2 separate regions of the Callithrix jacchus genome follow, and region 2 is linked to region 1. A link is a contact called in public Hi-C data. All regions are on one chromosome and are shown on one strand. The core of a region is the stretch at or near the end of the contact, and the rest is flanking DNA. Distances in the headings are between cores, read along the strand shown. Region 1 holds the start of FAAP20 (FA core complex associated protein 20). Region 2 overlaps MORN1 (MORN repeat containing 1).

Region 1 (6,056 bases), core at 2,350-4,849:
AGGCCCAGTGGTCAGCATCCCCTCAGAGTAACCCTCCCTCGAACACTGCTGCTGGGGACACACCTCCGCTGAGCAGCTAAGTCACAGGACACATGTCCCTGTGTCCACCTGTCAGCCACACCACTCCTCAGTCCCCTACAGCCATTGCCCTCAGACCTGACACGTCCGAGGAGTCCATGGCGCACCACTCAGCCTGGGCTGTGCTGTGTCCCTTCCTGTGGCTCCTGTGCCCTGTCTGTTTGGCCACTGCAGCCCTCAAGTCCCCCTCTCCAGACCATAGCTGGACCCCCACTCCTGGGACCACCAGCAGCCAGCAGCTGCCTTCTCTCTGGCAGAGCCCACCCAGTGCCTTCTGAAACCCCCGAGGGTCACTCAGTCTGAGACTTTCCTGCTTCTGCCCATCCTGGAACCAGCCCCACCTCCACATGCTCTCCCATGGCCACCGGAAGGTGCTAAGGTCTGAACCGAGGTCATCTTGTCCCAGTGTTTCCAGGCAGTGTCCCTTGGTTGGGCCCTCTGAGATGCCTTCAGACCTCGGCCTGACCTGCTCCGTCCATGGGGCTTTGGCTGCTGAGCAGACACATCCAGGCCTCGCAGTACATCCAGGCTATAGGACAGCGGGGGCCTGGCCCAGAAGCCTGCAGTGGCTTCTGCATGTGGGCAGGGGGGTAGGGCTGCAGAGTGGGCAGGCACCTGCCAATGTGAGGGGCCTCAGGGCTGTTAAAATCCTAATGACAGGCGGGGCGCAGTGGCTCAGGCCTCTAATCCCAGCACTTTGGGAGGCCGAGGTGGGCAGGTCATCTGAGGTCAGGAGTTCAAAACCAGCCTGACCAACATGGTGAAACCCCGTCTCTACTAAAAATACAAAAATCAGCCAGGCGTGGTGGCGTGTGCCTGTGATCCCAGCTACTCAGGAGGCTGAGGCAGGAGGTGCCTGCACAGGACAGGGCGGTGGGCCAAGGCCGAGTCCAGCTGTTAGGCCAGATGCTCCAGCCAGGTGGCCTCCTTGCTGGGGTCCTGCGGTCATGAGCCCCAGGGCATCCCGGGGTGGCCATGCAAACCCTTGTTCCCAAAGACACAGGAGGGCTTGTCCCCCAGCTAGCCTGCCTGTGCCGTGGCCACAGCCTAGGAGGTGAGTTCCGGTTCCAAAGCACTGGCTCTCCTTTAAAATCAAGTGTTAGAATGTGCTTGAATGAAGCATTTCTGACACACCAAGGCCTGGACCTGGCTTCAGTCGAGGCCGTCTGCCAACCTTCCAGCAACTGCTTCAAATGCTCAAAACAGCAGCTTTTTCCTCGTGAATCTCCTTTCTCTGGGAGTTTTTTTAGGCTCTCTGGAAAAGCAGGCGATCCAGACAAAAACCCCTACCCAGGGATCGGGGGCAGCGCCCCAACAGCAACCTTGGGGCTTCAGCCAAGAACATGGATTTCTCCCCAGGGCCCCCAACGGTACCTTCTGTCCCTGGACTTTTTTTTTTTTTTTTGAGACAGAGTCTTGCTCTGTGGCCCAGGCTGGAGTGCAATGGCACAATCTCAGCTCACTGCAACCTTCACCTCTCAGGTTCAAGCCATTCTCCTGCCACAGCCTCCCGAGTAGCTGGGATTACAGGCACACAGCACCACACCCAGCTACTTTTTGTATTTTTAGTAGAGATGGGGTTTCACCGTATTGGCCAGGCTGGTCTCGAACTCCTGACCTTGTGATCTGCCTGCCTCGGCCTCCCTAAGGGCTGGGATTACAGGCGTGAGCCACCACACCCGGCCTTTCTTTTGTTTCGTCGGCTGCTGACTTTGGACTCTGCTCCCTTCGCCTTCCTGATCTGTTTTTGGTTCTAGAAGACCTGGGCATCAGGCACGACTGAAGGACCCAGTCTTCCGGCCATGTGAGGTCTGAAACCCACCACCCATTAACCCAACCAAGTCACGAACCAGCATCATCCACACGGCCCTAGCCCCAGTACCTGTTTGGGAGGCCAAGGGCCCAGAGGTCACCAGACACGAGGCCAGCACTGGGCAGTTTGGGTTACCTTAGCAAAACTGGGTTCCATTACCCTTTACTTAAAAATATATATAAAAATACACATTGGACTTCAAAAATAAGAAAAAGCAACTCCAGACAAAAAAAAACTATCTTCATTTTTAAAACCCATGACCCACCCTCAGAAAGGTGTTCCCTTGGCCTGGGCCTGGGCATGCTGGCACCACCAGCTGCCAGGACACCCAGGTGGACTGGGGGCCAGTGCTCCTGCCTTTCTCCCGTACCGTCTGAGGGCCCCCAGCCTGCCCTGGCCCCAGAGCACAGACAGCAGGTGGACCCCAGACCCGTGACAGAGAGCCATGGGACATGTCAGGTCACGGCACCAGGCCACCTTGCCAGGTGTGAAAGGGCTTTAAAAGCCAGCACTGAGCTCAGCCACCTCTTGGCCTTCCAAAGGGCTGTGGTTTCCAAACGGTAATGGGTAACCCGCCAGGCTCAGGGGTGGCTCACTCACCCGGGGGCGAACTCCTTCTGGCACATAGGGCAGCTGTGCAGGACTGTGGCACCCTCCACAGATGGCTTCGGCTCCACACTGGGTGCCCTGCACAGATCAGGTGTCGGGTGCTGGGGAGGGGACCTGTCAGGAGATTCCAGGTGCCCTCCTGCCCTGCGAAGCAGCCGGTAGGAGCAGCCAGGGCCCCACAGGTTCGGTGGAAAGGGCGTCCAAGAGAAGGTCTTGGGTCCCACAGTGAACACTTCAGTGGGTCCCGGGCTGCAGCTGCGCTCCTGCAACAGAGCGGTTGGGTCTTGCCCCAGCGGTGGCCCCCACCCTGGAAACCCCTCCGCCACTCCGATGGGCCTGGTGGACACACCTGTCCAGGGAAGGCGGGCAGTGGAGGCAGCTCCTCATCCAGGCTCAGCTCTGGACTCACGGTGCGCAGCAGCTCGACCCAGAGCCGCTCCCGTTCGTCACCCCCCAGGAGAAACCAGGGACGGTCGCCAGAAGGCCTGGGGCGGACAGAAAAGGGAGATGGGGGTAGTCAGCAGGGGAAATGCTATGGTGGGGGAGGCCGGGGAGGGCCTGTAGCAGAGAGCGGGGAGATAGGGGGCACTAGAGGGAGATTCCATGGTGGGGAGACAGCGGGCAGGGTTGGGGGAGGGCCTGCTAGAGCAGACAGTGAAAAGATGAGAGGTAATGGGGTCGGGGGAGCGGTGGAGGGGTGGATATGTGGGGGTCCTCGGCAGGATGAGACGATGCTGGGGGAGACTGCGAAGGGCCTGGGGAAGATAGAGGGGGAAGGTAGAGGGGGAGATGGGGGCCCTCGGTGGGGACGCGATGATGGGGCAGGGCCTGGGGCGGCGCGGGGGAACCTCGGGGTGGGGTGGGGGCTGGAGGCGGGAGCTGAATGGCGGGGCGGAGTGGCGGAGGACCCGGGGCGGGAGCCTTCCCCACCGGGAGAAGATAGTGGGAGGCCCGCGGGGGCTCCGGGAAGCACGCGGGAGTGGGAAAACCGGCCGCGCCCCCGCCCAGCCCCGGCCTCACCCGCCCGCCGGGGGCGGCTTCCGACGGCTCAGCCCCAGCCGCGGCCTCCGCGCCGCCTCCATCGGAGCTGCGCGCCGGACGGAAGTGAGCGCAGGCCCCGCCCCTGCCCGGCCTCCAGGCCTCGCCCCCGACTCTGCGGTGAGGTGTCCCCTCCGAGACAGTCGGAACCCCGGGGGCCCTGATCCCAGGCTGCAGGAAACCGAGGCCAGGGTTCCTTCGTCCAGCACCGCAGAAGGGGGCCTGGGGTGGGGCGGAGGCCCGGTGAGGGAGCCCTGCCCGTGCCCCGCCTTTCCGTCCAGGCAGCCCTGGGCCAGAGCCCCATCCGTTACCCCGACGGCCGTCCGGCCCGCCCGGGCCCTGCCTCCTCCCGGCTGCACCCCACAGCTCCCCGCCGTTTCCGGCTCTGCGGAGCCGCCTCCCCTTCCAGGACCACTCCAGGAGTAAATAAAGCTTGAAATCCGCCGTCGCCACCACCGTCGCTTTACAAAAGGCGGGGAGCTCAAGCTCCTTGGCCAAGAAACAAGAGGCGAAGTGACAAAGTCTAGGTGGCTCACTGGGGCCTCAAGGCCGAGCCAGGACTAGGACCCCGGGGGGCTTTCCTGCCTGGACCCTGGGCTCTGCGACCTCAAAGTCGGCCACTTGGTGGCAGCAGACGCTCAGGCACCCTCGTGCCACACCTGGCTGTGCTCAGGCCGCTTGCCTTTGCCTGGGCCCCACTGGGCCCTGGAGTGGCCACCCCCATCCCAGAAGGGCTGGAGTCTACAGGGATCAGGGTCAGGGGCCCTTGCCAGACACCACTCAGGGCTGTGGGACTCTGTGGCAGTTTCTGCCCTGCCCAGCCCCAGCAGTTTTGGGGCCATGCTGGGCACCCCTTCTGCAGGGCTCCCTAGCTGTTCCCACTCCCCACCAGGCCCTGTTCCCTCCCTCCAGAACTCAGCTGTGGGGCCAAGCCCTGAACCCAGGTCACGCAAGTGGCGCATGTCCTCCAAGTGGCCCTGGCCTGGAGGCCATGGGTGGGTGTTCAGGGCAGGGGTCAGGAGCAGGGCCTGGACTGACAGGGGGTCCCCACTCCCTCCATGAGTGGTTTTCTTCAGCATACATTTCTGTTCTAGATGCTGGAGGCTCCCAGCAGAACAAGACGGAGGCACCAACCCCCAGGCCCCGAAACATGGGCAAGCAAGTGGTGATGCAGTCCTGAGTGCTGCCTGGGGGTCTAGGGAGGCTGCTGCAGGCAGTGTGGTCTCAGGGGGCCCTGTGGGAGGTGCCTGGTGACTGGGCCTGCTCTCAGGCAGAGAAACCCAGCTGTGGAATCTCCACGGCTCCATGTTCACCACATGGCAGGTGCCAGCTGACCAAGCGCTCCCAAACTCCAGTGTCCAGGGTTCCCCATCAGTCTCGGCTGCCCGGGCTTCAGCTCCAAGCTTCTAGGTCTCCCCTGGAAGTGTTACCACGGTCTGCAAGGGGTCTTGGAGATTCCAGGAAAACTGGCAGCAGCATCCCAGGACAGGAGAAAGGCCAGTACAGTGGCTCACGCCTGGAATCCCAGGACTTTGGGAGGCCCAGGCAGACAGATCTCTGGAGCCCAGGAGTTTGAGACCAGCCTGGGCAACATGACCTTGTCTCTATACATAAAAAAATAGCGGGGCATGGTAGCATGGGCCTGTGGGGCTGAGGTGGGAGGATCACCTGAGCCCAGGGAGGTGGAGGCTGCAGTGAGCCAAGATTGTGCCACTGCACTCCAGCCTGGATGACAAAATGAGACCCTATATCAAAAAAAAAAAAAAAGTCCAGGTGTGGTTGCTCATGCCTGCAATCCCAGCACTTTGGGAGGCCAAGGCGGGAGGATCACTTGAGGCCAGGAGTTCGAGACCAGCATGGCCAACATGGAGAAACCCCCATCTCTACTAAAAATACAAAAATATAGCTGGGCGTGGTGGTGCACACTTATAATCCCAGCTACTTGGGTGGTTGAGGCACAAAAATCACCTGAGCCTAGGAAGCGGAGGTTGTGGTGAGCCAAGATTGCACCACTGCCCTCCAGCCTGGGTGACACAGCAAGACTCTGTCTCAAAAAACAAAAACAGACAGGAGGAAAGCCCTTGATGACAAGGGTTTGCTCCGGTCTCTGGGCCATGCTGGGCGTGGGGATTGTGTTCTCGTCCCTTCCTCTGCGTTCACTTCTCTGCTCCCCGCTCCGGCTCCCCACCCGCTGTTGGACCAGGGGTGGTCCCCCACATGGCCTCACCATCCAGTGCCCTCCTGTCATGAGACTGTCAGCTTCCGGATGGGCTCCAAGCCTCTGGGACCCTTCTCCTGCCATGCTTGCATCCCTTGGGCAGCACCTGGGGACCTCAGGCCCTGCCGTGTCCTGGAGGAGCATGTGAGGGACCCCTGTGTGCAGCTGCTGCTCCAAAACTGGGGGCAGGAGGACTCAGCCCCCACCCCGGGAGGCCACACACTAGAGCTTTGCTGGGGTTTTCAGCATCCTTCTGGCCCCTCGAGGCTCCCTGACACAGGTGCTGCAGCCATTGGGCCC
Region 2 (6,056 bases), core at 2,457-4,956, 120 kb after region 1:
CAAGCTTTTTTTTTTCTTTTTAAAATCAAATTTCTATGTATTTTAACTTCTGGATGTGGTGTGAGGAGTGGGCCAAGTGGGGCCGGGCCTGGGAGTCCAGGCAAGGCCCAGGCGCTGCGGTCCTCCAAGGCGGCTCCCCGTCGGCACCGAGGGGCGCTGGCTGGAAGAGGCACCCCCAGCCCTAGGAAGCCACTGCGCTCGGCTCCCTCCCAGGGTCCCCGAGGCCTGTCCTGCTGGGAGGGGCGGGGGAGAGGAGCTCGGCCAGGAGGCCACCTGGACACCTTCTCAGGCGCTCAGTGGCCCTAGCCACCAGCCCAGGGACACCGATGCCTGTCCCGGCGTTTGCTGTGATCACCAAGGAAGCTGGCAGCCCCAGGCTTCTGTGTGTGCAGAGAGCTTCCAAAAAGTCAGCCTTGATGGCCGTAAGACACGCCTGTCCGCCATAAAGAGCCCCCCGAGGTGCAGGCCCCCAGCCCCGCCAAATCCTGTGTGGAGAAAACAGCCCTGGATTTCCCGTCGTGGGTTTTGTGACTTTAAGAACCGAGGCTGCTGACTGGGAATTAATCCCAAAGGGCACCTCTTGACTCGCTGGGAAACACAGCAGCTGCTGCTGTTCCCAGCAGTGTTTTTCTTTCTAAATTGAAACATCATTTTCTATTTTTCTGTGACACAAATGTGGTTTCATCCTGAAGTGAAAAAAAGCTACAAAGCGGTTTGCCAAATGTAAGGGGCAGACCCAGGTGGGCGCTGCTCCGGTGCAGTGGGCCAGGGTCAGTGTGACGCGGTGGCATCTGCCCAGCCTGGCCGACATCTGCCTGGACCCCTGGGAGGCAGGTGACCCAGGTCCAGGAAGTCCAGGAGCCTCCCCTCCGATGGCACAGCCAACCCCAAGGGCAAGGGACAGTGTCAGAAGCGCAGGGCACCCACAGGGCCCCCAGGGACCAGAGGCTGGAGCTGTGGCCAAGCAGTCCTGGGCAACAGGAGCCTCAAGGACGCTGCAGCTGGAGATGCAGCTTCACCACTGGCTCTGAGCTCTTAGAAGGTGCAGGGGGACAGCTGCCTCCTTGCTGTCTGGAATGGAAGCCTGGGTATCTGGGGAACCTTTGGGGATGCCAGAGCCCCCCACATGTGCTCGGCCTCAGACTGGCAGAGCTCAGAACCAGGAGGCCTTGGGGACACTGTGCTGGCAGAGGAGGGGGTCCCATCGCTGCAGCCCCAGCGGCCTTCAGCTTGTCACCTCCAAGGATGGGGACTCGGCACCCCATGATCTGGTCTGGTTTCTCCCAGACCAGTGCCTCCCCCAGCCCACCCCTCTGCCCCCTTCCTCAGCGTATCCACCACCCTCTGCCCAACCTGGCCCCAGCCAGGCTCTTCCTGAGAGATCCCCAGGCCCCCACCGTGGAGCACCCCAGCTCCCAGGCGGGTCTTCACCCCTGTGTACCCCGGGTTCCTGTGCTGTCAACGCAGCTCCTTTGTCCATGGCTGCCCGTTGCTGGGCAGAAGCAGCTGCCTGTGCGGGTCTGGAGAGAGACACAGGCCGCAGCTGGCCAGGAGATGGGTGTGCTCCCAGAGCGAAGCGCCCGGACAGTTGGAGGCTGGGTCTGGCCCAGCACAGGGAGGTGGGTGCCAGTCATGGAAGAGTAGGGGACAGCAGCATGGCCCTCATGCTGAGGGAAGCATCGGGGGCCTTGGCACAGGCCTAGTGTAGGGCTGGGGCTGGGCCCTGGATGGCCTCCTCCCCAGGGCTTCAAGCGGGGTCCCTCTGAGAGGGTGGGCTGCAAGGATAGGATGGGTCTGAGGAGCTGCCAGGAGAGGCCGGGAGAGCAAGGGTCTGAGGAGGCTGGCTCCCTGCCCAGTGCTGGGATGGCAGAGGGTGAGACCAATCAGGCTGCGCAGGCCCCAGGTGGGCATGGCGAAGCCAGGGGCCAGGGCAGGAATGTGGAGCCAGGACTCTGCCGTGGCCACCTTCTGTGCTGATTGAGCGGCCGGTGCCTGTGGGCCACCTCAGCGCCCCTCCCCATGACCTCCCGGCCCCTCTCAGTGGCTGAGGGGCCCTTTGGAAGCAGCTGTAGAATGCCCCTGACTGTCCTCCCTGGTCAGTGTGGGGTGGGGGGTCAGGCAGGCAGGACACTGGGTCCGGAGAGCGGATTACATGCTTCCCGCCTCTCGCTGTGGGAGCCCGTCCCATGGGCAGGATTGCCTGGAGTGGGTAGTACCAGGCGGAGGTCAGGGCTGGCTGGCTGGGCTCCACTGCAGAGTTCTGTGGCAGGTGACAGGGACCCTCCTTCCCAGCCCTAGTCCAGCAGGGAATTCCAGCACCGACCACGGCTGGGCCTGGGAACAGGGTGGGTGGGAAAGACATGCTGGCCTTGAAGGGTGCCTGGGGGACGGCCACAGGCCTGGCCTGAGGCACTGAGACGAGTCACCCTATGTGTCCTGCCTGCACCCTGGGCACCCCAGGGCTCCGCAGGGGCTGCAGTGGGCTCCAGTCTGTCCGTGAGTGTGCGGGCATGTGGGGAGGGTTGAGCTGCCTGCATGGGGCCCAAGGAGCAGTGCCCTCCAGACCCACCGCTGAGCGTTTTATTCAAGCTGGCAGTTGCAGGGCTCTGGGCTGTCCAGGGAATCAGGGAGCAGGGCCTGCAAGCAGAGGCAGCGTTTCCTTCCGTTCACACCGAGGTGGCCACCTGTGGACACGGGGCCTCATTGAGGCACTGGCAGCTCTGGGGTGCAGCTGTAGATGGCCTGCCAGCCACCTGAGGCTTCAGCGCCTCCTTCTTCCAGGATGTGGGGCCGCTGGCCAGAGCTGTTCGCTACGAGCCGCAGGTGTTTGAAGGCAGTGGGTAGCGTGCGTCCCAGGAACGGCGGGGTGGTCACATCACGGATCATGACCACGTACTCTCCTGTGGGGAATGGGCTGGGCTGGTCCTCAGTCAGGCTCCTGTCCTGCCCCTCCCCTGGCCTCAGCCCTGTCTCATGTCCCCACCGGCCCCCGTGCCCCCAACCCTGGTCATCTCTGCCTGGGTTCCGGGATTCTTGGCACTGTAACCAGACACTGGACCAGTCCTGGGGTGCTAGACACACAGTCAGCGTAGGTGAATCAACTGATTTTGGGTGAAGCAAACCACCTCCGACCTCAGGCCACAGCCCAGCTACGGCCTCCTGTTCAGAGGCTGGTGAGGACGGAAGCGACCCTTGCCAGGCGGCCGCTCAGGAGCCCCTGCTGCTGACCTGCTTCGGGGGCTCCTGGGGCATTCTTTTGCAAATACTTTCCTACCTTCTTAGGAGAAAAATAATTCATTTCCTCCATAAACTGTTTGTAAAAATAATGAAGCGTCCGAAGGCAAGACCTGTCTGGTTTGATTTTGAAGCCCCTGGCCCAGCCCCTCCCCCACACCCGCGGTAGGCTCTCTAGCTGGGGCTGGGGGGCGGCCCTGCTGGGGGGACTCTGGAGAGAAGGAAAAGTACTTTTCCTTTCACCGTCTGTAAACTGTCTGGAGAGCTTCAAAGTTGAAGAAACCATAAAAAAGAAAATAAGAAATAACAAAAAGTGAGGTTGCCATGGAAACCGTCCTCTCCCCTCCCCTGAGCCTGTGGGGCTGGCACTGGAGCGTGGAAAAGGCGCCGGGCTGGCCTGGGCTCACACCAGGAATGCCGCCGCGCTGAAACGAGGCAGGAATCGGCTCACACCGCAAGGCAGAGACACATTCCAGACGCCGCCGGCCTGGAAAACAGCGCTCCCTCCCTGAGCACAGTGGAGTGGCGGCCTCCTCTGGCCAGGCCACAGGCTCCGCTGCCTGTGCCTTCCCGGGCTGGACTAGCGTGAGCCTTGGGGCCTGGGGGCGCGTGCTTGGCCCTGAGTCAGTTCCTTTAGAAAAATCCAAGGTCTGGGGGGGCCTCGCTGGGGGGCACACGTTCTGCAGCCACAGCGCAGTGGGTACCGGGCCCAGCCTCCCCGGCGGGCGGAGGGACAGCCGTGCGTGGCAACGCCACAGTGTTTGCAAGCAGCCGGTTTCTAGGTGTTCCCAGGAATACAGCTAGGCCAGCCGCAGCCAAGGTGCTGGCCGGGGCCGGGAGAGCTCTACAGGCAGCGGCTGAGGGGCCGTGCCACAAGCCCCATCTGACCCCCCTCCTGAGGCTGGCAGCCTGGCGGATGGGAAGGGCAGGCGGGACGGGCCCTGGCTGGCAGCCACAGTGTGGCAGGCCGGGCCTTGACGGCCATGGGATCTAGCCCTGGGCCAGCTCTCCCCAGGGCCTCGGCCACAGCTACACTCGAGTGTCCCCACATCCATCTCCCTTTGCTCCTCACCCCCAGAGCTGTCTCTGCGGAGCTTGGAAACCTGGGTGTACAGGTGGTGTTCTCCAGGGCTGCGGGCTGCACAGAGATGCCGGGACCCAGCTGATTCTTGTTGGTGTGAGATGTTCCCACCCCCCACCCTCACCCACCTGCTCCTCCTGGGATGGCCAGGATGGGGCTGGCCCAGTGGATGGTGTGAGGGCTTCTGTGGGACCATGGGGGATGCCACCTGGGACCCACGGCCTTGCTGGCTGCAGCCCCAGCTACACCAGGCCGTCCCCACGACTAGGGTGGCTCCACTTGCTCTCCGGCTGCACCAGGGGCAACTCCGTAGAGGCATCCAGACCCCAGCAAGCAGTGGGCCCAGGCCTCCCAGTCTTTGGCTCTCCTGCCAGAACCCCAGAGGAAGGGTCACTCTCGCTGGCCCAGGGTTCAGAGAGGCTCTGCTGTCCACCAGGCACCCTGCCAGCCACAGCACCCATGCCCTGCTGGGGACCACGCCTTGGTGTAGCTCAGGCGCCCTGGCACTCCACCCCTCAGGCTGTGGGGGGTGGGGATGCATCTCAGGCCGTGGAGCTGAGCCCCAGGATTGCAGCTACTGGAGGAGGCCCCATGGCCTGGGGGTCTGCACCTGAGCCTCCTCCAGGCTCTCACTGCCACCCTGCTTGCTGTCCCCACAGCAGCTCCCACGCTGGGAGGAGCCTCATGCCCAGCCCAGGCCCACCAGGCTCCCCAGGCCCTGCCGCCCACCTTGCTGGGGAGCAGCCCCTCATGGCTCAGCCACACTGGGCCTCGGCAGCTCCCCTCAGCTCTCCTCAGCTCCCCTCAGCCTCCAAGGCCTCTGCACCCCTGTGCGCCCTGCTCCAGGTTTCCCTCCCTTCTAGGACATTCCCCACATCAAGGGCTGTGTCAGCCCAACTTCACGTCTTCCCGGACCATCCCCCATCACCAAGCCACCAGCCCCTTATCATTCAGGCCCCTGGGAGGGCCAGCTGCTCCCACATCCCCACCCACTTCCACCTGCTGCTGCGGCCGAGTGCCCTCAACTGTTGTGGGGATGGGGTCTCACTGTATTGGCCAGGATGGTCTTAAACTCCCCAGCCCTGGACTGCAGCCTCTCGCCTCTCCAGAGAGTGGTGCGGCCGATGATGGATGTGGGTCCTGTCCACCTACCTGGGTATGCTGCCGTTGCAGCCCGCTCCTCCGTGGCTCTCCCCTCAGGCCTGTGGAGACGACAGACATAGTGAGGCCCCTGAATGCCCTGCCTGGGCCCCCAGGATGTGCTATCCCCGACCTGAACCAGGGCTAATGGTTACAGGGTGGACTGGGGCTGCAGGACGGCGGAGATCTGTGAACCCCACCTCGGGGCCACGGGTGGGACAGGAGAGCCCCCCGAGGTCTGCCTCCAGCTCTCTGCCCCTTGGGCCCGCAGGCTGCATCGAGCAAACCCTGTTTAAATCCTTGAAAGACTTGTGCGCTTGGAGCAGGAATGGCACCCACCATCCCACTTCCACAGGCTTCTCACGAGGCGGAGGCCTCCCAGGGTGCAGCCTGGAAGATCCTGGAGGGCAGGGAAGGCCCCAGACCTGGGCAGAAGGCGATGCTGGAGCCTGCAGGGAGTGATTAGGAGCAGCCGGGAAGTCCTAGCAAGAGGGACCAGGAGGCCCGGCGGCGTACTGCTTCCCCTCAGAGTGACAGAGGCCCGGTGTCACCTGGGGGCATTATGGCTGGGAAAGGAGGTAGCAGTGAGAATGGGAGGGCC

The links. A called contact is a pair of places that touch in the nucleus more often than the background predicts.
Region 2: a Hi-C map of skeletal muscle shows a contact between it and region 1, with 5 times the contacts expected there. The contact joins the enhancer-like site here to the promoter of FAAP20 in region 1. A contact is called at or near these places in 2 of 3 Hi-C or Micro-C datasets (induced pluripotent stem cells and skeletal muscle).

The regions. Positions count from the first base shown.
Region 1 is chr7:40,245,984-40,252,039 of calJac240_pri, forward strand. FAAP20 (FA core complex associated protein 20) reads right to left here and starts at 3,600. Exons shown (of 4, transcript XM_078330083.1): 1 at 3,521-3,600; 2 at 2,850-2,985; 3 at 2,492-2,763. The coding sequence starts at 3,582. It also overlaps the pseudogene LOC128928275.
Region 2 is chr7:40,363,490-40,369,545 of calJac240_pri, forward strand. It overlaps MORN1 (MORN repeat containing 1), which reads right to left. Exons shown (of 14, transcript XM_035307449.2): 13 at 5,468-5,517; 14 at 2,567-2,900. The coding sequence ends at 2,701. Among named protein-coding and RNA genes, the nearest start is that of RER1, 65 kb to the right of the region's middle. Within about 2 kb of position 3,707, at least 6 of the 16 cell types and tissues checked have an H3K27ac peak or open chromatin away from gene starts, as enhancers often do. A contact at or near this core is called in skeletal muscle, where this site is marked.